Linked DNA regions of Mus musculus: all the other regions are linked to region 1. Evidence: chromatin contacts called from public Hi-C and HiChIP or PLAC-seq data. All regions are on one chromosome and are shown on one strand. The core of a region is the stretch at or near the end of the contact, and the rest is flanking DNA. Distances in the headings are between cores, read along the strand shown.

Region 1 (3,786 bases), core at 800-3,299:
AGTAGCTCTCTTCCTTACCCGCCAGCTCTGAGTCTGACTCCTGAGGAGGGGAAAAGGGAAACATGATTTAACTAATGAGGATATTTCTAGAAGCATGGCACCCAATGGGGCCGTGAGTCAGATGAATTACCAGCTAGTATAGCAATTATCCAACAGTCCTGTGGCTCTCTTGGATTTGGAGAGGACTGTGAACCCTTTGCCAGATTTTCCATGGCTGTTATTGACTTGGATAACTGTGGAATGATGGGAATTGTGCTACCCTCATAAGGAAGAGGCTGAAGTGCGTGGACGGCTTTGTCCATTGTCATTGGTATGGATACTGGCAGCAGTCAACCTCATGGTTCTGGGCTGCCCTGTATGGTGCAGATATGGCTACAGTAAGAGTTTGGTTTTTCTTTTCTGTTCTTTTTTTAAAAGTTTTGTTTATTTATGTATATGAGCACACCATAGCTGTCTTCAGACACACCAGAAGAAGACAATGGATCCCATTACGTATGGTTGTGAGCCACCATGTGGTTGCTGGGAATTGAACTCAGGTCCTCTGTAAGAACAATCAGTGTTCTTTCCAGCCCTGAGTTCTTTTTTATTTTCTAGTATGGCATTTGTTTTCGTGTTGCTTTTATTTCTGCCAAGGGCCATATCATTGGTTAAGCCAGACTATTGGTAAATGCTAAGAATTTCGATCTAAGGTTGATCAGGCATTTCGTCAGTTATTTGGCATTTAGCTTATGATGATAAAATACAAGAAAATTCTTATAGGGAAATTTCAGTTTTTGCATATCTGCAGTTCTGTTTACATATTTTTGCATTTTCAGGGGATGGAAGTGGTCTCCACGCTCAGCGCTGTTTTTCCTTTTAAGTGCTGTCTCTTTTCGATACCTTCAGGCTCACCCTTCACCAAGCTTGTCATCTTCCCCAGGAGAAGTCTGTTGTGACGTCACAATGTAGCCCACCCACTCTCACTCCACATTCACATGAATGGCCTCGAGGGTTGCAGTGCACTATCGTTGAGGGCAGTTCTGACTTTCAACTGAAGAAGCCAAAGGGTGCAAACCATGCTCTAGCATTCGGGAACTAATAACTGACTCCGTGATTAAAACGGCAATAGATCGTTTGAAATGTCCTGCTGGCTTCCCAGCCCAGACAAGTACTTTGAATGTTTTTCTGACATTTAGGAAGAATGGCAGCTTTTCTTCCCCACTATATAGAGAAACATGCCAAACTCAAGGAAACCTCGGGTTTCCTTTTTAATCGTATTTAATTCAGGCCCAGTCCTTTATAGAGCTCAACAGTGTAACTTGGAACTTTCCAATTTTTAATTTCACCATCTTCTGTCTTTTTTAATGCATTTTGTCAGTGTGGAAAGCCCTCTGGTGGTCAGAATGATTCCTATGTGGCTCTTTTGCATGAATGGAATAAAATCAAGTTCATGGTAAAAGAGCTAGGTTCAAATCCTTCATCTCCTTTTCTTGTTTCTCATTCTACTTAAAACTATAACACACACACACAGACACACACACACACACACACACACACACACACACACACACACTTTTCATCAGAGCAGGGGATCCTGAGGCATTTTTACTCTAACAGCATCTTGGTGGAAAAATAGAATGAATGCAATTCCCTTATCGACATGCAAATCCCGTAGCAAGGATATTAGTGCTAAGTGCTGTGTCACTCATGACTAAACTTGAGCATGTGGCACAAAGGGGAATGGACATCGAGGTGATTCTCTCATTTTTTTAGAGGGGAAGATGGGGGCCCAGAGAGACATGATTTGTTCAAGATGTTGTGAACAGGGAACAGAGCCTTGAGGAGCAGCCAAGTCTCCTGTACTCATTTTTAGCCATGTGGTTTGAAGCATATCGGAGTTGAGTCATGCCCATAAATCCTTGGTCTCCCCATCAGGTCCCAAGGATGCCAGGTCTCAATAAACTCAGGCATGGAATGCTTCTCCCCAGGCAAATTTCAGTTCATACACCATTGGGTTGCTTTGTTCCTTGCTTGGAGCAAGATGACAAGTAGGCGTTTCCTGCTGTAGTTCAGAGAGTAGACTCAGTTGGCTGTGGGGGCTGAATGTGGCATGAACAGTCACCCTGAGCCACCCTCACCATCTAGAAGCACATTTTGGAAAGGGTATGCCGGACAGCACAATTCATCAAAAAGATGAATGACTGATGGGTGACCTATGTCTGGTGTCCTAGGAAGGCAGATATCTCAATGATGCAGAGCAGCTGGTCTGCTCTGAAATTGGCTGGAAAACCTGGCTTGTCCTTCCCTTGCCTGATGCCGTTGCTCAGGCTTACATAATTTGTCTTTGTTTGAGTCCTTGGCTATGACTGGGTCTGTAGGCACTTTCTTGGCATATCCTTTTCGTGATATGATTTCAAAGAAGCATGGGAGATATGGTGGGGTAACTGCAGCTCTCCTGGTAGATGCTTACCTCAGTTCCTAGATACAGTAGAACAGTTCCTAAATAGCAAAGACACCAGAAACTGCAGGAAAGCAAGCATATTCAGGAATGACCTAGAATCTTCTAGCATTCCTGTGCTGTTCCTCTGGTCACTGGTGCATTTTCCAGAGAGATTACTGAACCTCTTCACTGAATCCAGTGCTAAGCTTCACAAGAGCTGGGATGGGTCTGCAGTGTGTGCCTGAATAAGCATGTGCAAACTAGAGAGAGGAACAAATGAAGTGTGGGCTCAGCTCACATAGCCTGGTCCCAGCCCAGCCAGGAGGTGGGGGATTAAGTTAAACTGTGCAACCTTCTTCACTTAGCATGTGTGATTTGAATTCTTATCTACTGTGCCAGGCAGAAAATAAAAGGCAGACCCCACCTTCAAAGAACTTGAAAAATGGGTTTCTTTGTGAATACTTGCCAAGTATCTATGACAGCCCAGAATCCTGCTGGGCGCTTGAGGCAGGCAAGCAGGCTGCAGCAGAAGCTGTGGGTGTCCCTGCAGTATTGCCATTTCCAGTGCATGGCCCTAAAACTCCTTTGCCTGGAACAGGACAGGTTAGGAATGTCACTCAAGAGAAGCCTTGCCTGTGCCAGTGACAGTTTTCTGTCATGGGGTTAGCTCGGTGCCTTCTATTCAGCCTCCTGTGTCCCCTGAGCTCTAGGAAGGTCCAGCTGCCCACAGTGCTACAGAGCTTGATATTATTTGTGTGTCTTTCCTCCTTCCTCCTCCAAGGTCCTTTCTCTTGGATCTTTATTTTTATCATACATGCTAAGGTATGTCTCACAGTCTACAAATTCCCTTGGACAGAGGCTGGTCCTGATAGATGCTGAGGAGTTCAGGGGTGAAGGAACAAAGTGGAACATCTTTTGCACATAGGATCTTGGAAGGCTGCTTGGAAGAGGATACATCAGAACTAGGATCTAAACATGGCTAAGGTTTTTGCTAGGAAGCTGTGGAAAGGGAGGGCTTTCAGGGACAGCTTTTGTAAAAGTCTGTTAGCAGAAGCTGGAGGCACAACAGTTGGAAAAATTTAAGTATCTGCCATGATTCAGGGTCTGTGGGGGAAGAGGTTCAGGAATGGAAGAGCAAGGTATATATGTGACAATGAATGTGGAGATTATGACAGGGGTCACTTTATTTATTTGAATGTGAGACCAGGGTGTGTAGAGTTTACAGTGTGGATATCTTACACTGGTGTAAGTGTCCCTTTACTACCATGAAGAAGCAGGAATCATGTACACAAGGAACAGAAATTTAAGTATGAGATTATGGTGAGGCCTCTGATTGTTGGTGAATTTTCAACCAAAGAGAAAGAAGT
Region 2 (3,740 bases), core at 942-3,441, 460 kb after region 1:
CTGGTACAGCCAGTCTGGAAATCAGTCTGGTGGTTCCTCAGAAAATATGACATAGTTCTACCAGAAGATCCAGCAATACATCTCCTGGGCATATACCCAGAAGATGTTCCAAATTGTAATAAGGACACATGTTCCACTATGTTCATACCAGCCTTATTTATGATAGGCAGAAGCTGGAAAGAACCCAGATGTCCCTCAACAGAGTAAGGGATACAGAAAATGTGTTACATTTACACAATGTAGTACTACTCAGCTATCAAAAACAATGAATTTATGAAATTCTTAGGCAAGTAGGTGGATCTGGAGTGAGGTAACCCAATCACAAAAGAACACACGTGATATGCACTCACTGATAAGTGGATATTTGCCAAGAAACTTAGAATGCCCAAGATACAATTCGCAAACACATGAAACTCAAGAAGAAGGAAGACCAAAGTGTGGGTATTTCGTTCTTTCTTAGAATGGGGAACAAAATACCCATGGAAGGAGTTACAGAGACAATGTTTGGAGCTGAGATGGACGGAAGGACCATCTAGAGACTGCCCTACCTGGGGATCCATCCCATAAACAACCACCAAACTCAGACACTGTTGCATATGCCAGCAAGATTTTGCTGACAGGACCCTGATATAGCTATCTCTTGTAAGGCTATGCCAGTGCCTGGCAAATACAAAAGTGGATGCTCACAGTCATCTATTGGATGGAACACAGGGCCCCCAATGAAGGAGCTAGAGAAAGTACCCAAGAAGCTGAAGGGGCCTGTAACCCTATAGGAGAAACAACAATATGAACTAACAAGTACCCCCCAGACTTGTGTCTCTAGTTGCATATGTAGCAAAGGATGGCCTAGTAGGCCATCAATGGGATGAAAGGCCCTTCGAAAGGTCTTTCAAAGATTATATGCCCCAGTACAGGGGAATGCCAGACTAGGAAGCAGGAGTGGGTGGGTTGGGGAACAGGGTGGGGAGAGGGTATAGGGGACTTTCGGGATAGCATTTGAAATGCAAATGAAGAAAATATCTAATAAAGAAAAAGAAAAAGTAATAATATCAATGTTAAGTACACAACCTGTGAGTACTGCACACTTAATCTTCCTGCTTCTCTGGGACGTTTAGGCTCAAGGTGTCTTCTTGCTTTAAAGAGCAGATGAGAAAAGAGAAACATCCCCAATGAGTCGAGCCAAAACCCACAAGCAAAGCATGGTGAAGTCGGGGAGCAGGAGGAATGTCTCTTATTTTCCTGCAGGGCCTCTTGGTAGCCACATTGTTAATTGCAGGAAGAGATTTGAAAAGTGACCTGGCCAGAGGGTCTGTGAGCATCAGAAGTGACAAGTCACATAGTTGAGGGGAGTAAAGAGCCAGGGAAGAAGGGAGAGTGAATGGGTGCCATTATTCCATGTCATTGTAACTATAGGTGCACATGCTCTTACCTGGCACATTTCTCTTTGTCCCCACTGAACCCAAAGAATCGTCAACTACCATAATCTCCAGAGCCTGGAAGGGATTCGGGGAAAAAGCCAAAGAAATGATTAAAGAGCTGAAGAAGCCACAGATTCAGTGGGTGTCTCCTCTCTGCACCATGAGCACTGCCTTGTAGGACAGTCAAACAACTAGATAAGTGTTGTTTTGCCCAAGGCAGACAAAAAGGTATGGGAAACATGTCTCCACTCTAGTTGCCAACAGCCAATAAATTTTTGTGTCTTTTTCCTTCCAAGTGGACTGTCAGTAAATATATTTTTTTAAAGTTTTATTGAACAGGGTGACCTCAAATTTATTTGTACTTTTTTTTCAATGAGACTCTGAGCAATTGCAGACTCTCGTCGCTGCAGGCTCCGGTGAGCTTCAAAACAGCCTGTGTTCCTTTCCCAACTCAGTTCTACCCAGGGAAACAGCTACTCTTCTTTGTTGCCAACTTTGTCTGGAGACTAACAGGGTGAGATTGAAAACCCCCTCATCGGACACATGTCACCTCTCATGCCTGTTTCTGGCTTCCTTTGGGTGTGTGAGCAGACTCATTTTATTAAACCATTTTTCAGGGGACAGATGGGAAATCTGTCTTTCCCATTAGTCACCAGAAAGTGACCCCAGCAGCTGTGGAGAGAATTGGTCAAGCTGTTGTAACCAACTAGGCCAGAGTGGGAAAAGACACCAAGCCTTGTCACAAGGTCCCAGGCATTCCCAGGAGCCCTAGAACGGCTGAAGCCTTGTCATTAGCTAAACCTTGCTTGGCTGAGATCCTTCTCCACAGCCAAGGGTGAGGCACTGTGTGTCTAAGCAAGGAAGTGGGACAAAGACTGCTTACCATTTGGCATCCATGTTTAATTAGTTTCTTAATGTTATGGGGGGAAAACATGAAATAAATAAGGACAACTGACCACTCTATAATTTGTTTCTGAAGCTTGGCGAGACATAAAAGTCTACCTTCCAAAACCACACAGCATAATTTATTTTATGAGTCCCCCTCGGCACCAGGTCCAGGCTAACCTTGAGTTGAGAGGCTATGCCTTCTCTCCCTGGTGCTGGTGGTCACAGTGTGTCCTTTCTTGGCAGTGGCTCTGGGCCCAGCAAAACAGACCCGTGAAAGGCAAGTGGATTAATCATTCTGAAGGCATGCTCCACTCCAGCTATTCCTCTGCAGGATGCCTGAGAACCAGCAAGCGGCCACTGTAGCAATTCACAAGGGGACAGAAAGAGATGTCTGAAGACTCTCACACAAAAAGCAGGGGTAGAGATGGAAAGCTTTTATAGGATACTCACTGGAGTTTTCATTAAACTGAAAAGTATATACCAGAAAAGCAAAACAAAACAAAACAAAACAAAAAAATAGATCACCATTCCTGCAGCAGAAACTGTGACAAGACCAACCTTTTTATTACAATCAGGCTTTCTCTAAATATATTATGCCCCGCAGGTCAAAATGATTTACTTCTCTATTTGAGGACATCTGAATTCTATTCTGCTGTTGCCAGTATGTTCTCAGCTGTGCCAAAACTGAGCAGGTCTGTGGTTCCTTTGTAACATCAAAACGGAGGCATTTATCATAGAGATTTATCGTGGGACAGCCTGCCAGATGGTTTGGGTATTTTAAAGGTGAACTGCTCAGGCCTTGATTAGCTCACGCAGACTTCTAGTTAAGACAACTCTATCAGCAGCCCAGTAGAGAGATGCCTTCCTCCACCTCCCCTACCCACCCTCCCCCTGTTCTCAAAAGGCAGAAAATATTAATGTAATGGCAGATGTGGCATAGATTGTCATTTCAGAAAGAGAACCAAGCCATAACCAATCCCACTGATTGCATTCTAATTATAACATGACCCCCTGTTGCTTTGCATAGAGGCAGCATTCATTTTGGGGATCCCACTGTAAAACTTGCAGAGTCAACGACCCTCAAAGGGGCAATTGTAAGATTTAAGCTTAGGTTTTCTTTTTTCTTTTCTCTTCTCTACTTTTCTCCCTCCCTCCCTCCCTCCCTCCCTCCCTCCCTCCCTCCCTCCCTCCCTCCCTCCCCCCTCCTTCTTCTTCTTCTTCCTCTCTCTCTCTCTCTCTCTCTCTCTCTCTCTCTCTCTCTCTCTTTCTTTCTTTCTTTCTTTCTTTCTTTCTTTCTGTCCCTGCCAGGCCTCTGCTGATTGGGCCAGCAAGAATGCATTTGATTATATAGACTGAATTTATTGGGAACAGAACCTTTGTGCTTTGAAATGCCTCTCATTCAAATTACATTCAGACATTCAATCAACATTGATT
Region 3 (3,776 bases), core at 600-3,099, 330 kb before region 1:
CCCTTCCTCACTCTCCCATTTTCTTTCCCCACCTTTTTTTTTATCAGAGACATTTTTCTTCTTCCTTTTTTTTTTTTTTTTGTTTAGCGCAAAAGGCCATTTCTTAAGTCCTGATTTATTCTGAAATTTACATGAGGAAAATGGCTCCAGATCCCACACAAGTGAAACTTTATTTTTTAATCTGGGCCACAGTAGGGAGCCCTGAGAAACGCATTTTCCTCCAGGATCGGAGGAGGAATACATAGTGTTTGTTTAAAGCATCAGGTATTGAGAAATGCAACAGGGTGAAAAGTTTGACCCCAGCTGCCAGATCCGATCTGCTAGGGGTAATTGAGTTGCCATGTTTTCTCCCTCTTCAGTTTAAATCAAGTTTTGCTATAGCCCATTTACGTGTCAAATTGGTAGCTAAACTTGACAACTTCAGGGTGCAGACTTGCTTTTGATCAGAATTTACATGCAAATCATTTTTTGCCTTGAACTGTCAACTCTGATACTCTGAGGGGGACATGTCTGTCCCCAGCTTCTCTCTCTCCCCACCCCCACCCCAAGCCAAAGGGGATGTTGGCTAATGTTATTAATCAGCATGTGGAAAAAAAATTATCTTGATAAATATGGTGGCTAAACTATACTTTCCCTTTTGTGTGTCAGTTGTTGCAGCCGGGCATTTAATCTCCCTTTACCTAGAAGGAAATCAGACAATTATCCAGCACTTGATGTCAAAAGGAAGCCCGAGAATGAAGGTGGAGGGTCCCAGTGTATTGGGGAATGGACTTAAGCCACCAAATCCCGACAAAGGGCCCTGACAGTCTGCATTTTCTTGGGCATTAAACAAAGTCTTTGGTAAGTTTAAAGAATCTTTCCCTGCATGACTAAACTCATTGAGAGGGTTAGAGAGAAAGCTGCCTCAGAAGTCTTAAGCCTGAAAGGTTTTTCTTTTTTTTTTTTTTCTTTTTTTTTTTTTTGATTTTGCCCTGAACCCTCGGGACCCTTAAAACACTTGAGCATGTGTTGTTCCATCCCTCAGCCAGACAAAGGGGTGTTTGCGCTTCCAGAGAGTTAATAACGACAGGAGTAAGTCTTTCTGGTTTTTGGTTATTCTGTCTCCATCCGCTACCTACCCAAATCATTTAACTGTGATTTACACACTGCCTGCCTCAGTTCTTCTGGACATCTGGGCTCCAAGGAGCAAGAAAAGGCAAGGGCTCAAACAACCACCACAGCCCAAAGACAAATTTAGAAAACAGAAGCTTCTAGAATATGCCAAAGATAAAGAGAGCCGGTTGAGAGTACTCAAGAGTTATCCATTGCAGAGCCCGAATGTCGAGTGTCATAATATTAGATTTTTGTTTCTAGTTGGCCTGAAATTCCGTTCCATCAGTGCACCCCCCCTCCCTCATGGGGTGAGAACATCAAACGTGTTTTCTTGCCAGGATGACAGCCAGCATTGTGTCAGATGGGAGACACATGTAAGCCTGACTTGAGAAGTGAAAAACATCTCAAGATTGGGTCGGTGTGATCGGACATGGCCCCACTGCAGGTCTTTCTGGAACCTCCTGGGCCAGGCCCTTTCAGCCTCTGTCCAGCACTGCCTGCCTTGTGTGCTGTGAAATTTTAATTGAATTGTTAATGACACCGAGGAGTGACACAACACACGAGGAACTTCCAAGAATCAGTCAGGAGGAGCCCCCTTTGCTCACTGTTACAAAACAGAAGACACTGGGAAATTGACAAGTCCAAGCGGCGAGGCCAGGGTCGTAATTGATAGCAGGCTGTCTAAAGCCAAGGCCCTTCTTTGGTAATTGCAAGCAGAGGCGCCTCTCTGATCTCACCAGAGGTGCTGGCCATGCCAGAGCGACCCGGCTTTGACGGATGGCCTTCCCGAGGTAATGACTTCGGCATGTTCTCCCCCTCACATGAGGCTGTGTCCCTCCCACTGGAGAAAATGAGCCGAGCATTTTGCTGCCTCTTAAACAGGCCCCTGTTAAAATAACTCTATTCTATTATATAAGCCCTGTAGTGCCAGGGGCTAAATTTATATGGTTATAAACAAGAGATATTACTTTGGAATACCACAATACTGTGTTTTGCTCTTTCTTGAGGATTTCAAATGGTGTTTTCAAAATAATGGATTTTACTTCACGAAGAAAAGAATGAGGGGCGTGTAGGAGGCAGAAGGCAGGAACTCGTTTCCGAATCAAACCTTCATCCTAGTTTGAAATTCCTCTGTGTACCTTCCCTAATTCACTTGCCCAGTATTTATTTGTATTTGTGTTTGTTTTGCTGGCTGCATTTGACTCTCTTTGGGAGCATCAGAAATATTATTTACTCCAGGACCCTGAAATAAGATAGATATTTTATTTCATGGTTTTTACACTCCTCAAAGGTTTCTTTTTATTCCCCTCCCCTATCCATTTTTGGACATTGATATATTTCAGAACTTTTATGTGGCTTTCCCTCCCTCCATCTCCGCTCCCTTCCCCCATCTCTCTTCCTGGAATGTAATTTTGTCTGTGAAATATGACTGTAAGCTCAAGTGTCCCTGATGATCTATAGTACTTCTGGATTTTCACTCTGTTGGTGACAGAAACTGACTAATTCTGATATAGGGACCCTGGGTGCCCCTCCCCACTGTAACTGGTGCTTTCTGGTATGTTTAAAGTTTGGGTCTCTCATAACACAGTTTCCCACCAAGAACCAATCTTAAAAGGGAGCCAAGGAGATCTGTAAAAACTCAACCTTATATTCTTAATTCTCAGGTTCTTGGTGTGTGTGTTTCTGTGTGAGTGTGCCTCTGTGTATATGTTTCTTTGTGTGTCTCTGAGTGTGTCTGTGTGTGTGTTCACACACTCATAGATGGATAAGTTTGATGGGAACCTGAGAAGCTGGGTTCAGATTTTCCTTATTGGGTATTTCAGGGGAATGGCTACAGAAACAGATCCAGAGAGGAGGGAGTCGTTACTAACCTCAAATGAGGCCAGCCTGCTAGAAGCAACGTTGAGATTAGGGCTCAGAACTCCTGATTCCAAGTCCTGAGTCAAAGTCTACAATCCCAGCCCAGTGGGCAGGCAAAGCTGAACGCGTTTGAAACATAGGAAGGATTTGTTGCTAGCGTTCCAATCTGCACTCTGGATTCTGGAAGGGTGGCCTGGGAGGACCGAGGAGCTCACAAAAATTCTCCTTTGTCAGCCATGCGCAGTCTGTGGGGAAGGAAGGGTTGACGTCTCAGAGGAAGCTTTGGGTTGGAGTTGTTTTTTGTGCTGAAATGCATTATCTTAAGGTGGAAGCCAGAATCGTTCATGAAGTTTCTTTAAAGACTCTAGATCCCCAGAGGAGGAATGAGAGGACATTTATTGAGTGCTGACCAGTGTCAGGCACAGTGCCAGGTGACTCCACACATGGGTTTAGGTTTTAGAACTGTTTCTGAGCTCTGAGAGTTCAAGTTTCTTCATTTGTAAGGTGGTGGGTGAAAGAACTGAGCAGTGTGGCCTAGTGCGCTCCACTGCCTTCAAAGACTATTCTTTAAACTTTTTAATTCTGTTTAGAATTACTTTTAATTTAATTTGATTTTTTTTTTCCTCTATAGAGGATTGAATACAGTACCTCATGCATGCTGGTCAAGTGCTCTACCATAGAGCTACATCTCCCTGTGTTTAAATTATTTACTCATGTATCCATCCATTCATTTACTATTTTGTTATAGAGTTTTACTATATAGCCCAGGTTGCCTTCAAACTCACAATCCTCCTGCCTCTGCTTCCTGAGAGCTAAGATTACAG
Region 4 (3,602 bases), core at 875-3,374, 430 kb before region 1:
GACCAGGACTCTGCCTTTCCTTATCTAGTTGAGTGATGTTGGCATCCATCTATAAAGAGAGCAGAACAGCCAAGTCAGGGCAGGGACTCAGAAAGTGGCACTCCACAGTCCAGGGCTCTGGCAGGATGAGCATTTAGAATGAAAGGGGAAAGGGTGGGAGCACAGTGAGATGGTTAAGCTGGTAAAGGTGACCACTGTCAAGCCCAAGGGCCTGAGTTAGTTCTCCTGGACCTGCTTGGTAGGAGAGATCCAACTTTCGAAAGCTGTCATCCACCTCTTCAAGTGCGAACATGTATATATGTTATAATGGACACACACACAATGTAATAATAATTATGGGGAAGGGAAGGTCCCAGCTCAGCCTCAGAAGCAGTCTCTTCCTGTCTCCTGCTCTTCTGTCTCCAGCACCGTCTCTCTCTAGAAATGAGTCATAGAAGCCAAGACTCCTCATCCCCAAGGTGGATCCTGGGAACCTGACCCCCTCTCCCTCAGAGCAAGACTTACATCCTAGAGATCCTACTTGAAGCTGTCTTTCTGGGTGGGAGCTGGTCGCAAAGAAATCAAGTTGCCTTGTATGATGGAGAGTCCTTAGATCCTGATCCCAGAAGAGTCCCAGTGGGCTCCCTGGGGGAGGGATGCTCTCCTGCCCTCTCCCTTTAATGTTTACACACTCAATAGTGCACCCTTTTGTCCGTCATATTCCTGTTCAGCTAACTCAGCTTCATCCAGTCTGAGCTGTATCTTTGTGCGAGCGCACGCGAGCGCACACACACACGAACATACATGAATACATACACATGCACACACACACACATGAACATACATGAATGCATACACATGCACACACACATGCACACACATGCACACACGAACATACATGAATACATACACATACACACACACACACGAATACACATGAACACACACACATACCAACATATACATACACACACATACACACACACATGAACACACACACACGCACACACACACACACACACACACACACACACACACACACACACGGACATACACACTATTTTCTTCTCAGAGACACAGTCTTGTTATGTAGCCCCGTCGGGCCTCCAGTTTGAGATACCGCCTCAGCCCCTCAAGTGCTGTCATTACAGGCCTGTGGTTTCCCATCCACCACACCTTCATTTCTGAAGGCTCCCCTACCATGGAAAACTTGGATTAAATGTGTTTTTCTCTTGCTAACGTGACTTTGCTCTAGGCCTATCTATCAGCCACGACCCCAATGATAGGTAAGGACTGGCACCATCCTTAGGGTGGAGGTGGGAAGGCAAGAGCAGGCAAGAAGAAGGTTCCAGAGGGAAATCTGGAATGTGGGAGCTGCTGGTCTTGGGTTGGATTTCCCAGTCAGGAGGTGACAATGGTCACTTCTTCCTTCTGGAGGGTGAGGGTGAGGTGGGAGGGGTGTGTGTGTGTGTGTGTGTATACACGTATGTGTGTTTAGGCTCGTGTGTGTGCTGCCGACAGGATTAATAGCTTTGATTCTTACACATGTCTCTTCCCTTGGAGGAGAATAAGAACAAAAGGATCCTGAGAGTAGGAGACATTATCAATATTCCTGCCCTAACTTTCATTACTGTCAGCTACTGCGGTGGTGGTGGGCCTGAAGAGAGTAGGGGCTGTATGACCAGCTGACACTTTAAGGGGAAAATTCAACCTTTCCTTGTAGCCTTCTCTCTAACAAATGGAAACTCCATCCCACCAGGAGACCCATTCCCCACTGCTAGCAAGCTCATACTTTTTAGACTGTACTGGGGACTTTGAGTGAAGAGGCCCCTCCTTCCAGCAGTTGAGGACGGTTATGTAACCTAGATTGTGAAATTCTGGGAAGGCCCAGTTCTGAGTCGGGAACTAGCAGCAACTCTGCTGACACGTCCACGATGGGGACCCCCTTCACCCTTCACTTCAAGTCTGAGTCTGATGAATGCAATAAAGCTCTGGGCATTGGATTCTGGAAGGGGCACCTTTTGGGGAGCGGGGGCCGTAGAGGAACCGGACAGGAACTGGGCAGGAGAGAGGAGTAGTCGCGTGGGGTTCCCACGCTGGGTGCAGCGCCGCGGGCCACCCGCTGCGAGCTGCCCGGAGGTGCAGGTTCACGTGCACCGGGTTGAGCCAGCCAGCGGCGGCAGCGCTGCTGCGCACAGTTCTTGGTGGCCGACCGGAGTCTAGGGCTTCCGTTGGTCAGCTGACCTCCCAGTGCGGAACTGCGCCGCCCGCCACCCTGCTCAGTGCCGCCCGCCTGCTGGGTTCCTGCCACAATGGCTGGGCTCATGGTCAGTGGAACTCAAGTAAGTCGGTCCAAGTGAGCCCCATCTAGTCCCGGGATCCAGTTGGGGATGGGAGGGACAGAGGGGCACGGGTCTCCAAGGCTTTTAACCTGAGTGCCTTTTCCCTGGGAGGAGGTCGCATGTGCAGGTGATGTGTGCCAAGTACCCACACTTTCTCCAAGTTGAAGAAGGGTCAGACTCTTCTTTTGATCCTGCCACACTTTGTAGTGGTGTGATAAGCAGTTGAGATCCCCCAACTCCCTCTGTCCTTAGAGTCACACTGATCAACACTTAGGGACTAACTTCTCCATGCGACCCAGTGCTGGTGGCTCATATTTTTCACCAAAAGTGGTTCAGTTTCTTCTTTCACAATGCGGGTTTTAGAAGAACTTTTAGGGTGCAAGAAAAATGTTTTAATACGCAACCGTTTACCTATTGATACCAGGGCAACTGTACAAATGATCTGATACATTTACATGGGAGAAAGGGGGGAGGGGGCATGGCAGCAAAGCGCACAGAGTCATCAGAGCCACAACGAAAACCACAGAGTGTCGCCTGGCCGGGGGCTGGAGGAGCTCTGTTTTCACAATGAGGTTCCTTTTCAAGGCTGGTGGAGGCCCAGGGTGTGCTACATTTTTACTCTGGTTCTTGAAGAGGTGTCACTAAGGCATGGCAAGACTGGATGGTAGACACCCCGCAGTGCCCGTTTTCAGCTCTTTGGTAAGGTCTCTGGTAAACTCCCCTAGGCTGAGCAGGGACCCTGTATGTGCTGAAAAAAAAAGTAGTTTCTCTTTTGCTTTGCCTCCCATGAAGCCAGCACTCACTATGCAAAGTTCTCCACCCTAGGGAGACAGGGTGAAAGTTCTCCCTTTAGGCTCAGAGCATCAGGGATAAGGGAATTGTTCTTCCTCAGAGGCCTCAGAGTTTTACAAAGGGGAAACACAAATACCTGCTGGGTGCACCCTACCAAACTACTCCATTTTTTTTTTTTTTTTTTAAAAAAACAGAGTCTGGTAGTTTATTCCTCAACTGAATACATTTATTGAGTGACTTCTATGCACCAGGCACCCTGCAGGTATTGATGGAAATAAGCTGAATTGCCATCTCTCTGCTGCCCCTATTGGCCTAATCTCCTAGGATCCCTGGCTCTGCCTGGAGTCTCAGACAGGCACAAGTCCAGAGCTCAGCAGTGAGCCTGCCAGGCTGCTGTCAGCCTCCACTGAGCGGCCAGAAAAGGAGAATCTTATTTTAAGCCAGGGTATAGGGGCTTCTGGGAGGTTTGGCTTCCTAGAAAGAGGGGTG
Region 5 (3,563 bases), core at 562-3,061, 390 kb before region 1:
CGCTCTCTCCATAGCCCTTCTCTATAACCTGTCTTTCCAGTGTTTTGAGACAATGTCTCATGTAGGCTAGGCTGCTCCAGAGCTTGCTGTGTAGCTGAGGCTGACCTCAAATGCCCCATTCTTCAGCCTCTCCCTCCCATGCTGGATTAGAGGCTCCACACCTGGGCCTCACTTGTCATTTGACCCCTAGCAGTCTCTGGCTTGTCCAGTGACACATCCAGAATCTCAAGTGTCTTGGTTACTGTCTCTGATCCTCAAGATGGTCCATAGCAGACTTGTTGTTGTTGTTTTGTTTGCCTCATCTCTTCATTCTTCCATGTTTCCTTCTTGAGTTTCTCCTATCTTTGAGTGGGAATCAATCAGGATGTCCAGGAAGAAAGAAAGAGGGGAAACACAGGACACCAGGTGTTCTTGGCAGACAGAGAATGTTAAAGACCCCTGTAGGCAGCTTGTGAGTATCAGACATCAAACTTGTGACTCTCCACCTTCCCTAACTCCTATTCCTGTTACCTTATTCTCCTCTTTGCTTCTTACTGAGGAGCCCCAACTCATTTAGGTTTAGTGCAAATGGCTGATAAAGAAGGAAAAGTCTTCAAGGAACATCTCCAAGCTTCTGGGGACGATCCTGGTCTGAATGTTTAAGTGTCAGGCATCCTAGGTCCAGCAAAAGAATTTGTTTTTAGTGGAGAGGTAGGAGGGGGACTTAGGGTCTCCATTATCATCTCAAAGGTCTCATAGGTGCTAGTGGAGAGGTAGGAAGGGGACATAGGGTCTCCATTATCATCTCAAAGGTCTCATAGGTGCTAGTTAATCATTTGGAAGCTCCTTTGCTCTCTGTTGTCTGTAGTTAACCCGGCTCTCTTTGAGGGATATGGCTGGAAGTGGAGGAGACTGTGCTCTGTGAGTCAGGAGTAGAGAAAGACGCTCCAGCAGGAGTCTAGCTGTACTTTATGTTTTCAACGCCATCCGGTCACTAAATGTTGGGGATATGGACAGTTGGCAGTACCTTCTGTTGACAGAGTTCTTTCTAGAAGGGACCCTTCCAGAATACAGATTTTTCTCAAAAGTGATACCCTGTGTGACTAGACAAAAACCTTAGCTAGCTGACAGTTCCTCTTGGCCATGGCCCTGCAAGATCTTGTGGGTTAGAGTTTCTTTAGGATTTTCCTTTTTGGTCCAGTGAACTTAGAATAAAAGGAAACTTTTTTTTCTCCCTGTTATGATAGTATTTTTTTTTCCAGGAGGCCTTTGTGGGAATGTTGGGCACAGGGTTTGGTGGGGGGAAGGGTAGGAAAAATGAATACCAAGCCCCAAAGGGGATAGTGTGGGTTGGGTAGGTAGGGGTTTGTCTGCGTTATTGGTCCATGGCGCCCATCCAGCCTGTGGCCTCTCTCACACAAAGCCATCGTTCTGATTAATGGCATCCGTGCCTCGGAGGCATGGATTGTATTAGACCTTGTTTAACAGTTCCCTCTATACATCCACTTCCCCTGGAAGTGCACCAAAATAGGAGGAGAGGAAAAAAAGGACTGAGAGAAAGACGCTACATTTGGACAGGGTAGAAAGGAGAGCCTTTCTTTCTTTTTTTTTCTTCTTCTTTTTTTTCCATAACTGCTTTCTGTGACTTTCTGGAGGCTTCCAGGCTTTATCGTCGCAGCGCTCCTCTGGGAGAGCCAGAGGGGAAGTGAAGACAGACATCTTGGGAAAGAAGATGGGTTTCCCTGCCAAAACTGGGAGATGGTGCTGGCTCTCTTGGCTCCTTAGAAACTCCAAGAAATCTGCTGACATTTTAAAGGAAAAGAAAGAGAGGCTGGGGTGGAGGGTGGTGATTTATGATGACATCACGTGTTGCCCCAGCAGATCCTGTAAGAGGAAAATGGCTTTTATAGCGAGCATGTTGCAATAAAGAAACACTGAGTCATGGGGGAGCATCATCGATTGAAATGCCTTTACTTATCTGCTTTATCTACTGCTTCCCTGGACCCAACCAGAGACCGTGGCAGCCTCCGGGGCCTTGCTGCAAAGAGTCCTGAGGCTTAGGAGCCTGAGCCCAGCCTGAATTCAGATTCTGCATGCTATTTCCCTCTGTTCAACGTCTTCCTGATGACACCTATTACATCTGGTGTTGCTCCTAGCTTCCTGTCACGTGCAGGTGTATTACATCCTATGTGTATGTGCACACACACACTCATGAGGGTGTGTGTTGGGGCTGGGTTATGCATCATGAGGTAGGCAGTAGAGGAGGGGGCTGTGAGAGGAACCAGCAGTGTCTTTGCTTGGCTTAGAGCTACAGAACAATGCGGGGCTCATGGAAAGATGGGGCATGGTGTCCATGCTTGTGCTGTAAAGACTGGATAGGTTGATGTAGCTTATGGGAACAAGAGGCATGCTAAGGTGTGTGCCATGCTAACCACTCACAGGATACCAACACTAAACCACGGTGACAGAAGGGTCCTGGAGACTTGTTTGCAAGAGTTCTACCTTCCTCATTCTTGGGTGTGACCTCTCCTTTTGCATGATGAACTTTTTCATCTTTCTCAAGATTCGAGTGCCTTCTTGCTTTTGTTATTGTTGTTGTTGTTTACTTTTGTTTTTCCTCTATCAACATGGTCTGAGGACCAGGTCTGAAAACTTTTCAGATGAAGGCCAAGTTGTCAGAATAATTTCTGATATGTGTTTGCATACCAGTGAGGGTCAAAGCATAAAGCTAGAGGGTAAAAATCTTCCAGAGAAGTTCTGGCCATTAGGAGGAGGGAATCTGGGTGTGTGATAGAGACTGGGGTCTATAGGAGGGGGGGCGCCTGGGTGTGTGATAGAGACTGGGGTCTATAGGAGGGGGGTGTGTGATAGAGACTGGGGTCTATAGGAGGAAGGACCTGGGTGTGTGATAGAGACTGGGGTCTATAGGAGGGGGGCCTGGGTGTGTGATAGAGACTGGGGTCTATAGGAGGGGGGCCTGGGTGTGTGATAGAGACTGGGGTCTATAGGAGGGGGGGGACCTGGGTGTGTGATGGAGACTGGGGTCTATAGGAGGAGGGTGTGTGATAAAGACTGGGGTCTATAGGAGGGGGGGCCTGGGTGTGTGATAGAGACTGGGGCTCTGTTTGAGGAACAGGTGAATGGTTGTGCAATTATGTTGGAATGCCATCTTTTCTTCTCTCAGTTTGCTGTGCTTGGATCTCACTTCTGTGGAGGAGATCCTCCTTATTGGCTCCCTTGGATCTGAGCATCCCCTTTGCTGTTTCCCTGGAACTGTCAGGTCCCTGGAGGGCATAAGTTTGGGAGTCTTTGAAAAGTTTGGGAGTCATGAGAAGGGCAGTTATTTCCAGAGTCATGGTTAGGACATCCTTAGACCTTGAGTTTTAGGGGACCAGAACAGGCAATGTCAAGTTTTTCTATACTCTGGAAGGATCCAGTCCAGGTTGGAGAGGATTTGATTAATCAGCCTGGCCCTGCATGTTCATGGTATGGTAGTGCTATTGTCCCCAGTTGTGGGGTCAGAGGCTCACCCCTGGGCACTGTGCTTTGAGCGGAGAGGTTGGCTTCATCCTGGAGAAATGGTC
Region 6 (3,840 bases), core at 1,006-3,505, 350 kb before region 1:
TGTGCCCACAAGTGTTGCCTGCCTTGATTCTGTGATTACAATATGTTGGGTAGCATTGCACAGGGCAGTCGGTAGAGCACAGATAGCAGCATGGTGAAGATGCCAGGGCAGGGAAAGACCAAGGATGACATGCCTTGGTGCTTTGGAAGCTACCCCGAGAAGCCATAAGCACTGCAAGAGGAAACCAGGAAGTACTCCATCTGCTTGGTCATAAGCCAACTGTATCCTCCAATGGAGTCGGTGGTCACCTCTGTGTTGATGTGGACAATGCTTTAAGTGTTCCATGTATTGCTGGCACAGTTTAGCTCTATATTGGTCTCTTAGTCAGTGCCCCGTGAGTCTGATATGTCATTTCAGTGACTGGTTGTTGTAGGCTCCTGGATGTTGTAGAATATGTGATTGGATGTTCTGTCTGTTTCCTGGTAGGCTGTGTGTTTCCAAGTGCTGTGTGGGGTTCCCTGGGTGATAGTGAAAGTGTTGTAGAAATCTGAGCTAGGGGTGATGGCAGTAGAAGTGGTGCCAGGATGCTTGCTGTCCCCCCAGGGGCCCCCTCCTGGCTCTGGTGTGCAGCTGGGATGGGACGCTGGGTAGGCTGAGGATGTGGGCAGGTCTTGCCTGTTTCCCCAAACCCAGATGGTCATTCAGGTGCGAAGGACAGTGTTTGCTCAGCTGTGTGCATGCCTGGTGTGCGGCTCTCGTTCCTCAGCACTAACCCTGGTGACATCTGATGCACAGGGAATGTCCCTCCCGTGGGGGAAATGACATACTATTAGTCTTTCCTCCATACACTAGCCAACATAACAGGATGACACTGTTCGGAGGTACTTGGCTGGTTGGAATTTTGACAAGATGGCAGCCTAGCCTGTTTTGGGGAGTCCTTACTACTCAGGGATACCCCGCTGATGGCAGGCACTCGTAATGGGGTGACTGCAAGCCATCTGTGATCATGCAGTATTTGTCCTGTCAACCGCAGAGGTTTTTCTAAATAATGTGTTCACTGAGCCCCTGAGGTGCCAATGAGGCCTACAGGAAGGGAGCAAGAGAAGAGGCCTCTGTGAAAAACCCAGTGAGGTTTTTCACTTAAGGGGTCATGCTGAAGTCACCCAGAGGGGACCCCACTTGGGTAAATAATCAAGGGGGTGAAAGGTTGAGAAATGTGGAATGCGTTTCCTACTGGCTGGGATGTTTCTGGGCCAGCTTCTAGCCATTGCTTCTCTGCGCCCCACCCCACCGTTCTTAATGACTTATTTGTACTGGAAAGCAAGCTATTAATCACAAACAGAATAGCTCTGCAACTTCCAAACACACAGAGAGCAGTTCTAGGGACTGTGGAAAAGCCAAACCCTTGGCAGAGAGTTTTGAAAACGCCCTCCTTTTATATGTATTTGAGAAATGCCACCATTTCTCCTCAGGCCCTGAAGGTTCCCTTTAATTAGCAGTGAAGTTCCCATTTCGCCTTTCTTCCCGAGGCATCCATAAAGCAGCAGCCTAGTAAAAGGCAGGTACACAGCTCTCAATTGAGCCCTATTGATGTGCTAGTATAGTTTTAATTGTGTTGAGATTTCCTTGCCAAAGTGACACATGCAGAGGCATTTTCAAAAACGTATAAGGTTCGTAACTCTTTCCCTGTCTCCAGCTCTTGAATTATGAATGTGTCTTCGGCTGCCTAGTCGGTTCTTCCGAATCTGTAAAATTATTTTAATAACCTGTGTGGGGGTAATGTTAATCTGTTTGCATAGTAGTGTGAATTTATTAGCATTCCTACCCCACTTCAGGGAGCTAGCTTGGCCCTTTTGATGCAAGCCCTGGATTGCAAGATGAGGAAAATTATGGTATTTGCCTCTCTCTCTCTCTCTCTCTCTCTCTCTCTCTCTCTCTCTCGTATTTCCTTTCCTCTCCCTTCCTTCTCCGTTTCACCAATAGCAATAATTCTATTCCACAGAGTGTGTGATAAATCAGCCGAGAAGGACTGAGATTTACCATAACAAGACATGACCTATCAGCCTGTCAGGTCTGAGTTGACTCGGAGCCTTTTGGGCTGTGTATTTCTTCAAAGTCCAGGGCCAGTTTCTTCGTCAGTTGCTCTAACTAATTTCAGAGCAGAGGGGAAACTTGACTGGAGTGCTGTTTGCGATCTGCTTTTTAATCCTGGTCTGTTTAATGTTTGCTTTTGACAGTCTGGGCCAGACATCATTTTAATGGTATGTGTGGTGATAAAGCCAATAAACTGTCAAGATGATTGATAATCTAAGCATTATAGCAATACGACTTTCCTGTTCTCCTCTGTGCTTTAGATGATGGCTTCCAAATTGAATTCCTACAGAGTGTGTTGTGTGTGCCTGGTGCAGACTTCCTAGAAGCCTTTGAGGGAGGTAGCTGTGCTCAACAGCAGACTTTTAGCCCTCAATTACCCACACAGATAGATTTGCATATTTGTCCGTACCCTCTAATTTGGGAAACATCAAGAATTTATGGCTCTGCCCTCCTAACAGTCCCCCAGCAATTTATAGGCACCAGTGCAACTTTTTATTATGTCTTTATGGTGTTTTTTCACCTGGCACGCATCTTGGATTCCATGTGGTTGACTCTGTTATCTGTGGTTGAAAGACATCACAGATAACGAAGTCCACCATATTAGAGACAGGCTTCTGGGCTACTCCCTGCGCTCTTTGTTTCTTTCCATCCCCCCCCCTTTGATTTAGCAGACATTTTTAAGCATCTGGACTTCATCTCATTAATCAGACATGACCAGGTGTTTGAGAGTGGTGACAGTGGGAGTGCTTAACCACTCTTTGTTGGCCCTTGCGGGCCACCATTGCTAGGCTGATATCTCCTCTGTTACTTGGGAACAGAAACTCACAAGGCCAGAGATGTTGTAACATACTTACACAATTTTTATCAGGAGAGCATAAGCAAATATCATACTTAACACTCTTTTTGTTTGTTTGTTTGTTTGTTTTTTGAGACAGGATTTCACTGTGTGGTCTTGGATGCCTGGAGCTTGCTCTGTAAACCAGGCTGGCCTTGAACTCACAGAGATCCATTTGCTTCTGCCTCCAGAGTGCTGGGACTAAAGGTGTGTGCCACCACTGGCCAGCTTTAACACACTTATTTTGACTTAAGATGTACTTTTGTGCCCACATAGCTGTGTTACTTTTATTTAGTGTCTACTGATTAGACTGTGTCTAGGAAGAACACTAGGCTTTTAGGCTGGTTCTCTGGGATGTTAGTAGCCCAATCCGCATCTCTGACATCTGCTGACATGGGGAATTTTGTGCATTTCTTTCAGGTCTTTTGTGCTCTGCAGATGGTAGCAAGTCATAGAGAGGTGGCAGGTCTTGACTGCTGGCAGATTTGGGGTTAATCATGCCCACTCAAAGCCAACCATCCTTTCAACTGCTTTCCTTCTTGTTAGCTAATAGCCATTTTCCTTTTGACCAGGGGACACTGAATAAGTCATTTCAGTTTTCTGGCCTCAGTTTTCTCATCTCAGTGAAGGAACTGAATTTTCTAGCCTTTAACACACACAAGCACACACACACACACATGCACATGTGTACATGGTTGTTTTTGAGTGGGTAACTTGCCCTCTTGTGGAGGTCAGTGGTGGATGTCAGATGTCTTCCTGTGTAGCTTTTGGTGAGAGCCCGAGGCTTGTTGTTTTGGCTAGGCTGCCTGGTAGGAAGCCCTCAGGATTCGCTCCCCTCACCCCTTGCCTGCACCACTCCACACTCATGCTCTGTAAAGCAAAGCTTTCACGTGGATGCTGGGTCTTGAACCCAGACCTTTTGCTTTTTACCTTTTCCTTACCCCCGGAGTCATCTCCCCAGCCCCTTAACT
Region 7 (3,851 bases), core at 409-2,908, 340 kb after region 1:
CTCATGTAACAGTGGCAGGCTGGAGACAAGGTCAAAGGACCTGTTAGAGACAGACAGGAGCAATGATTTGGAAGACCTTGAATGCTCTCCACATGTCAGGTAAGGGGATGGCCCTTATGAAAGTCATAATTCTACCTCTCACAAGTAGTTGGCTGAGTAAATCCCTATCTGTAATCAAATCTGCCATGTGTCCCTGTACCCATAGCCCATAACTCAACTGGACAATTACCCCTACACCCCCCCACACATACATCCCTCCCCCCCCCCCCCACACACACACCATGGTTTTCCTTCAGTTCAAAGACACATGGTTGGACGAGGAATTATTATAGGGCCCTCTGCTGGCCTGATTTTCCAAGCAGATCTGGTTCATGGGCATCACAGCTCTGTGGGGAAGCTATGTCCGTCTGCCTTACCTGACAAAGCCTCTGAGTGCTGCTTACACTGCTGGACATGTGCCAAGTGGTGTACCACCTCAGAGAGAGAGGGAGGGAGAGGGGGGAGAGAGGGGGAAGAGAGGGAGAGAGAGAGAGAGAGGGAGAGAGAGAAGGAGAGAGAGAGAGAGAGAGAGAGAGAGGGGGAGAGAGAGAGAGAGAGAGAGAGAGAGAGAGAGAGAGAGAGCTGATTTGGGGTTGGGACAGGTGTGGGTCAGTGATAAACAGGTCTTTGCCCATGATTTTGTCTCTCCCTATGATACTGAACCCATCACTAGCAAAGAAATTTAATGCAATGATTTCTCCAAAAGCCATCGAACCCCATTGTAGCCCTGCCTGAACATATAAATATACCCTTCCTGAGGACATATTTGCATTTTTGGGTGAAAGAAATCCATATATATGGCAAAGATGTCTCTGTAATTATAGAAAGTTTATTTCTGTCCCCAGATGTCAGCAATCAAATTCCCCATAAATATATTTTGTGTAAATCTGTCGGCAGCTGGTCTCCATTCAGTTTTCTGGAGATATTAGCCTGTCTTTGAGTTTATGACAAAGTTAAAAATTATTCATTAAACTGACCTGCAGTATATTCAGTAACTGGAAAATTGCCTTGCCGTTCTATTTGGTTTGTAGATGTGATCACAAGTAAATTTTTAACTTAATTAATTGGCCGTTTCTGTTGACAAGAAATTTATGTGGTAATAATTTGCTCGAAATAGATGCCGACTGTAGGAAATGAGATATCCATCATGGGCTTGTGTTCCAGCAGCTGCACAGTGGCTATTATGAAAGTATTTCAGCCTGCGTCGACCCCAGTGTTTGTGCAGTCAAGATTATATATACCCACGATCCATGGCCTGCCAGAGAGGCGCTGGTGGAGGTCTATGATAACAAAGACTCCGTGATTTATGGCTTGCTGTGAAAGCAGAGCTTGATGAGATTAAACAATTTCATAGCACAAGTGTTTCTCAAGACCTGATTTGTAGTTGCAAGCTGATGGTAAATCACATTTATATATCTGCAAGCGTGCTCAGCAGAGGACTGCAATTACAGTTTAAGACAGCTACTTTTTATTTAATTTTTATCCTGGTTTTGTCTCTTTTATATCCCCCTTCGTCTGCAAACCGTTCACCTTCACAAGTCCTTTCGTGGTTAGGAGGCCAAAGATTGAAGTCAGTGATCTTCTTCTTGTCCTCTTGCCAGCTGGGAGGGAGGGGGGGTGGAGTTCTCAGAGCAGTGCGGACTGGCTCAAACTGGCTTTGACTGGTGTGAGCTCTTTGTTCTATTCTGTGTCCTGTTTGCCTTCCTCAGGGTGTATAGCAGACACTTGTGCTACTTGGCACACAGATGGAGGCCAGAAGCCGTCCTCATCCTGGTTGGGAGGGCATCATCTTGTACATGATGTCTGGGAAAGATGGGGATTGCTTTCATTTTGGAAGTCAGAGTGCAGTGTAGTAGGGGAATGAGGAAGCTCACAGCTGGCTCCCCTTGAATGTGACATTGGAACTGTGCTTTTCATGCAGACCCCTGAGGACTAAACTCTGGAACCAGTCCACTTAGTCACTTAGTGATCTAAAAAAAATGATCTACTGTGGCCTCATCTCTGTGCTAAGTAAGCAATAGGACAAACATCTCTGCCTTCCTCACAATACATGGGTGTGTGTGTGTGTGGCTAATAATAATAATGACAATGATAATAACATAGTCTTAAATGGTTGGTGCTTACATTACTGGAGGTTGGAAGGGAAGAAAACAGCATCACTCCTAGCTGAGGAGGCAGAGAGAATGAACAAGGCAGGGACTTACAAAGTAGATTGTAATTTAAGTAGTGGGAAGAGAGTTCTGGACATTGCAATGGTTTGTATAGTCGAAGACGTGGGCTCAACTATGATAATTGTATCACTGGATAATTGTAACAACGGTATAATAATAGCAGTACACATTTCCAGTACATCATCTTACTTACTCTTGGAAACCCAGACCTTGAACATTCTTGTGATCTTTGATTCTCGAATGTTTTGTTGTCTTTCACCATGGAATGGTGAAACGAGCAAGAAAGCATTGTGCCTCTAGGCCATCAGTCAAAGCTCGAAGAGCTCTGGCTGTTCACATGGGCCTGGTATAAACACAGTCACTGGGTAGAGGGACTCAGAGAAAGTCACAGGGACAGGAGGTGATGCGATGAAGAGGGCTGAGATGGGAGTGCACTTTGATGATGGAAAGAAAGAAATGCAGGAGAGACAGGGCAGGGGCAACTCCAAGCATTTCTACTCCTCACAGCATCCAAAAGAAGCAGCTTGATTTCACCTACCAGGACCTGTTTACAAATGGCTAACATTCAAACAGTAAGTCTGTGCTCTTTTAAGACACAGAAGCCATGGCAGTGTGTACAGAAAACCTATACAAGAGCTAGCACATTTTACTGGGCTCCACATTGAGTCTGTAACTGATTTTAGTAGGATAGTGAAGGAGGTGTTTTTGATTTCTGTATTTTCCCAATTCTGTACTAGTTGCAAGGCTGGTAGTATTTCTGCCTATTTTGCTCACAAACCTCTAGTGCCTAGGACAAAACACAAGATGTACTCACATCCATTAGATACGAGTTCGGGGATTAAGTGAATGATTTCATTCTGTCTGTGGAATATGGTTGGCCATTCTCTTCAGGATTCAGCTTCTCCCAAGCCAGACTGCTTATGTCTGAACTGGCCATTTATGAGACACAAAGGAAGAAATGCCTCTCCATTTCTTATGGTCTAAAAACTTATAATATCTCAATGTAGTAAGGAGGTCATTAAAGCCTGGACTGAGAACCTCTAATAGATGTATACTAATGTGTGGCTAATTGTGGTATGTGTATACACATATGCATACATACATGTATGTTTTCATAGATTATATTTTGTCTTGGCAACAAGAAAGTGGGTGAATTTTATACAGAACTTTACCCCATGTTCGTTTTGTCTTATATTTTTTATAAAGTGTTTTCTTTCTTAAATCCCCATCCTTTCTAGATATTTTTTTCAAAAAGATTTCTTTATTTTTATTTTGTGTGTATGAGTGTTTTGCTTGCATTATGTATGTACACCATGTGTGTGCCTGGTGCCCATGGAAGCCAGAAGAGGGCATTGGATACCTTGAGCTGTTTTGGCAGATGGTGGTAAGCCCTTGGTAGGTGCTTGGACCTAAGGACAGTTCCTCTACAAGAACAGCCAGTGCCCTGAACCACTGAGCTATCTCTCCAGGCCCATCCATGGTATTTTCTACCTATTTGTTATTCTAGGTTTTGTGCCCCTGGAGTCTTTTAGCTGGGTGCCTTCAAGCCCAGGCTTCTTCATCAAGACAGCACAGATGCTAAACTGACCAATGAAGTTCTTTATTGGGGAACAAGCCAATCCTCTATCTTTGGCCAGGCTT

Evidence for each region. Hi-C and Micro-C count contacts between places; a contact is called where the count stands out from the background. HiChIP or PLAC-seq counts read pairs in DNA pulled down with a chosen protein or histone mark.
Region 2: a contact with region 1 is called in a Hi-C map of uterus, with 4 times the contacts expected there. The contact joins two enhancer-like sites. A contact is called at or near these places in 3 of 484 Hi-C or Micro-C datasets (cortical neurons and uterus) and 2 of 115 datasets of contacts at active chromatin or transcription factors (embryonic forebrain and fibro-adipogenic progenitors).
Region 3: a Hi-C map of uterus shows a contact between it and region 1, with 3 times the contacts expected there. The contact joins two enhancer-like sites. A contact is called at or near these places in 4 of 484 Hi-C or Micro-C datasets (all in uterus) and 1 of 9 other capture datasets (embryonic tail).
Region 4: a contact with region 1 is called in an H3K4me3 HiChIP or PLAC-seq map of forebrain, with 4 times the contacts expected there. The contact joins the promoter of Lrmda here to the enhancer-like site in region 1. A contact is called at or near these places in 6 of 39 promoter capture datasets (embryonic stem cells, frontonasal cranial neural crest, liver and 3 more), 1 of 484 Hi-C or Micro-C datasets (nephron progenitors), 8 of 115 datasets of contacts at active chromatin or transcription factors (bone marrow-derived macrophages, embryonic basal ganglia, embryonic forebrain and 5 more) and 3 of 9 other capture datasets (adipose tissue, liver and pancreatic islet).
Region 5: a Hi-C map of uterus shows a contact between it and region 1, with 2.5 times the contacts expected there. The contact joins two enhancer-like sites. A contact is called at or near these places in 1 of 39 promoter capture datasets (the 3T3-L1 cell line), 2 of 484 Hi-C or Micro-C datasets (granulocyte-monocyte progenitors and uterus), 1 of 115 datasets of contacts at active chromatin or transcription factors (embryonic basal ganglia) and 1 of 9 other capture datasets (embryonic stem cells).
Region 6: a contact with region 1 is called in a Hi-C map of uterus, with 5 times the contacts expected there. The contact joins two enhancer-like sites. A contact is called at or near these places in 5 of 484 Hi-C or Micro-C datasets (embryonic fibroblasts and uterus).
Region 7: a Hi-C map of uterus shows a contact between it and region 1, with 3 times the contacts expected there. The contact joins two enhancer-like sites. A contact is called at or near these places in 2 of 484 Hi-C or Micro-C datasets (the HPC-7 cell line and uterus) and 1 of 9 other capture datasets (embryonic tail).

Annotation. Positions count from the first base shown.
Region 1 is chr14:22,443,367-22,447,152 of GRCm38.p6, forward strand. The region is part of intron 2 of Lrmda (leucine rich melanocyte differentiation associated); the gene reads left to right. Among named protein-coding and RNA genes, the nearest start is that of 4930405A10Rik, 98 kb to the right of the region's middle. Within about 2 kb of position 2,050, at least 23 of the 459 cell types and tissues checked have an H3K27ac peak or open chromatin away from gene starts, as enhancers often do. A contact at or near this core is called in forebrain and uterus, where this site is marked.
Region 2 is chr14:22,904,365-22,908,104 of GRCm38.p6, forward strand. The region is part of intron 6 of Lrmda (leucine rich melanocyte differentiation associated); the gene reads left to right. Among named protein-coding and RNA genes, the nearest start is that of Gm30783, 26 kb to the right of the region's middle. Within about 2 kb of position 2,192, at least 77 of the 459 cell types and tissues checked have an H3K27ac peak or open chromatin away from gene starts, as enhancers often do. A contact at or near this core is called in uterus, where this site is marked.
Region 3 is chr14:22,113,367-22,117,142 of GRCm38.p6, forward strand. The region is part of intron 2 of Lrmda (leucine rich melanocyte differentiation associated); the gene reads left to right. Among named protein-coding and RNA genes, the nearest start is that of Gm41107, 84 kb to the left of the region's middle. RefSeq lists an enhancer at 1-2,585. Within about 2 kb of position 1,850, at least 40 of the 459 cell types and tissues checked have an H3K27ac peak or open chromatin away from gene starts, as enhancers often do. A contact at or near this core is called in uterus, where this site is marked.
Region 4 is chr14:22,017,588-22,021,189 of GRCm38.p6, forward strand. Lrmda (leucine rich melanocyte differentiation associated) reads left to right here and starts at 2,125. Exons shown (of 7, transcript NM_028275.1): 1 at 2,125-2,321. The coding sequence starts at 2,292. Gm41106 (a long non-coding RNA gene) reads left to right here. Exons shown (of 2, transcript XR_874397.2): 2 at 1-1,218.
Region 5 is chr14:22,050,655-22,054,217 of GRCm38.p6, forward strand. All of the region lies in intron 2 of Lrmda (leucine rich melanocyte differentiation associated), which reads left to right. It overlaps Gm41107 (a long non-coding RNA gene), which reads left to right. Exons shown (of 2, transcript XR_874399.2): 2 at 1-3,563. Among named protein-coding and RNA genes, the nearest start is that of Gm41107, 21 kb to the left of the region's middle. Within about 2 kb of position 1,812, at least 34 of the 459 cell types and tissues checked have an H3K27ac peak or open chromatin away from gene starts, as enhancers often do. A contact at or near this core is called in uterus, where this site is marked.
Region 6 is chr14:22,088,831-22,092,670 of GRCm38.p6, forward strand. All of the region lies in intron 2 of Lrmda (leucine rich melanocyte differentiation associated), which reads left to right. Among named protein-coding and RNA genes, the nearest start is that of Gm41107, 60 kb to the left of the region's middle. Within about 2 kb of position 2,256, at least 35 of the 459 cell types and tissues checked have an H3K27ac peak or open chromatin away from gene starts, as enhancers often do. A contact at or near this core is called in uterus, where this site is marked.
Region 7 is chr14:22,782,168-22,786,018 of GRCm38.p6, forward strand. All of the region lies in intron 5 of Lrmda (leucine rich melanocyte differentiation associated), which reads left to right. All of the region lies in intron 1 of Gm30926 (a long non-coding RNA gene), which reads right to left. Among named protein-coding and RNA genes, the nearest start is that of Gm30926, 17 kb to the right of the region's middle. Within about 2 kb of position 1,659, at least 60 of the 459 cell types and tissues checked have an H3K27ac peak or open chromatin away from gene starts, as enhancers often do. A contact at or near this core is called in uterus, where this site is marked.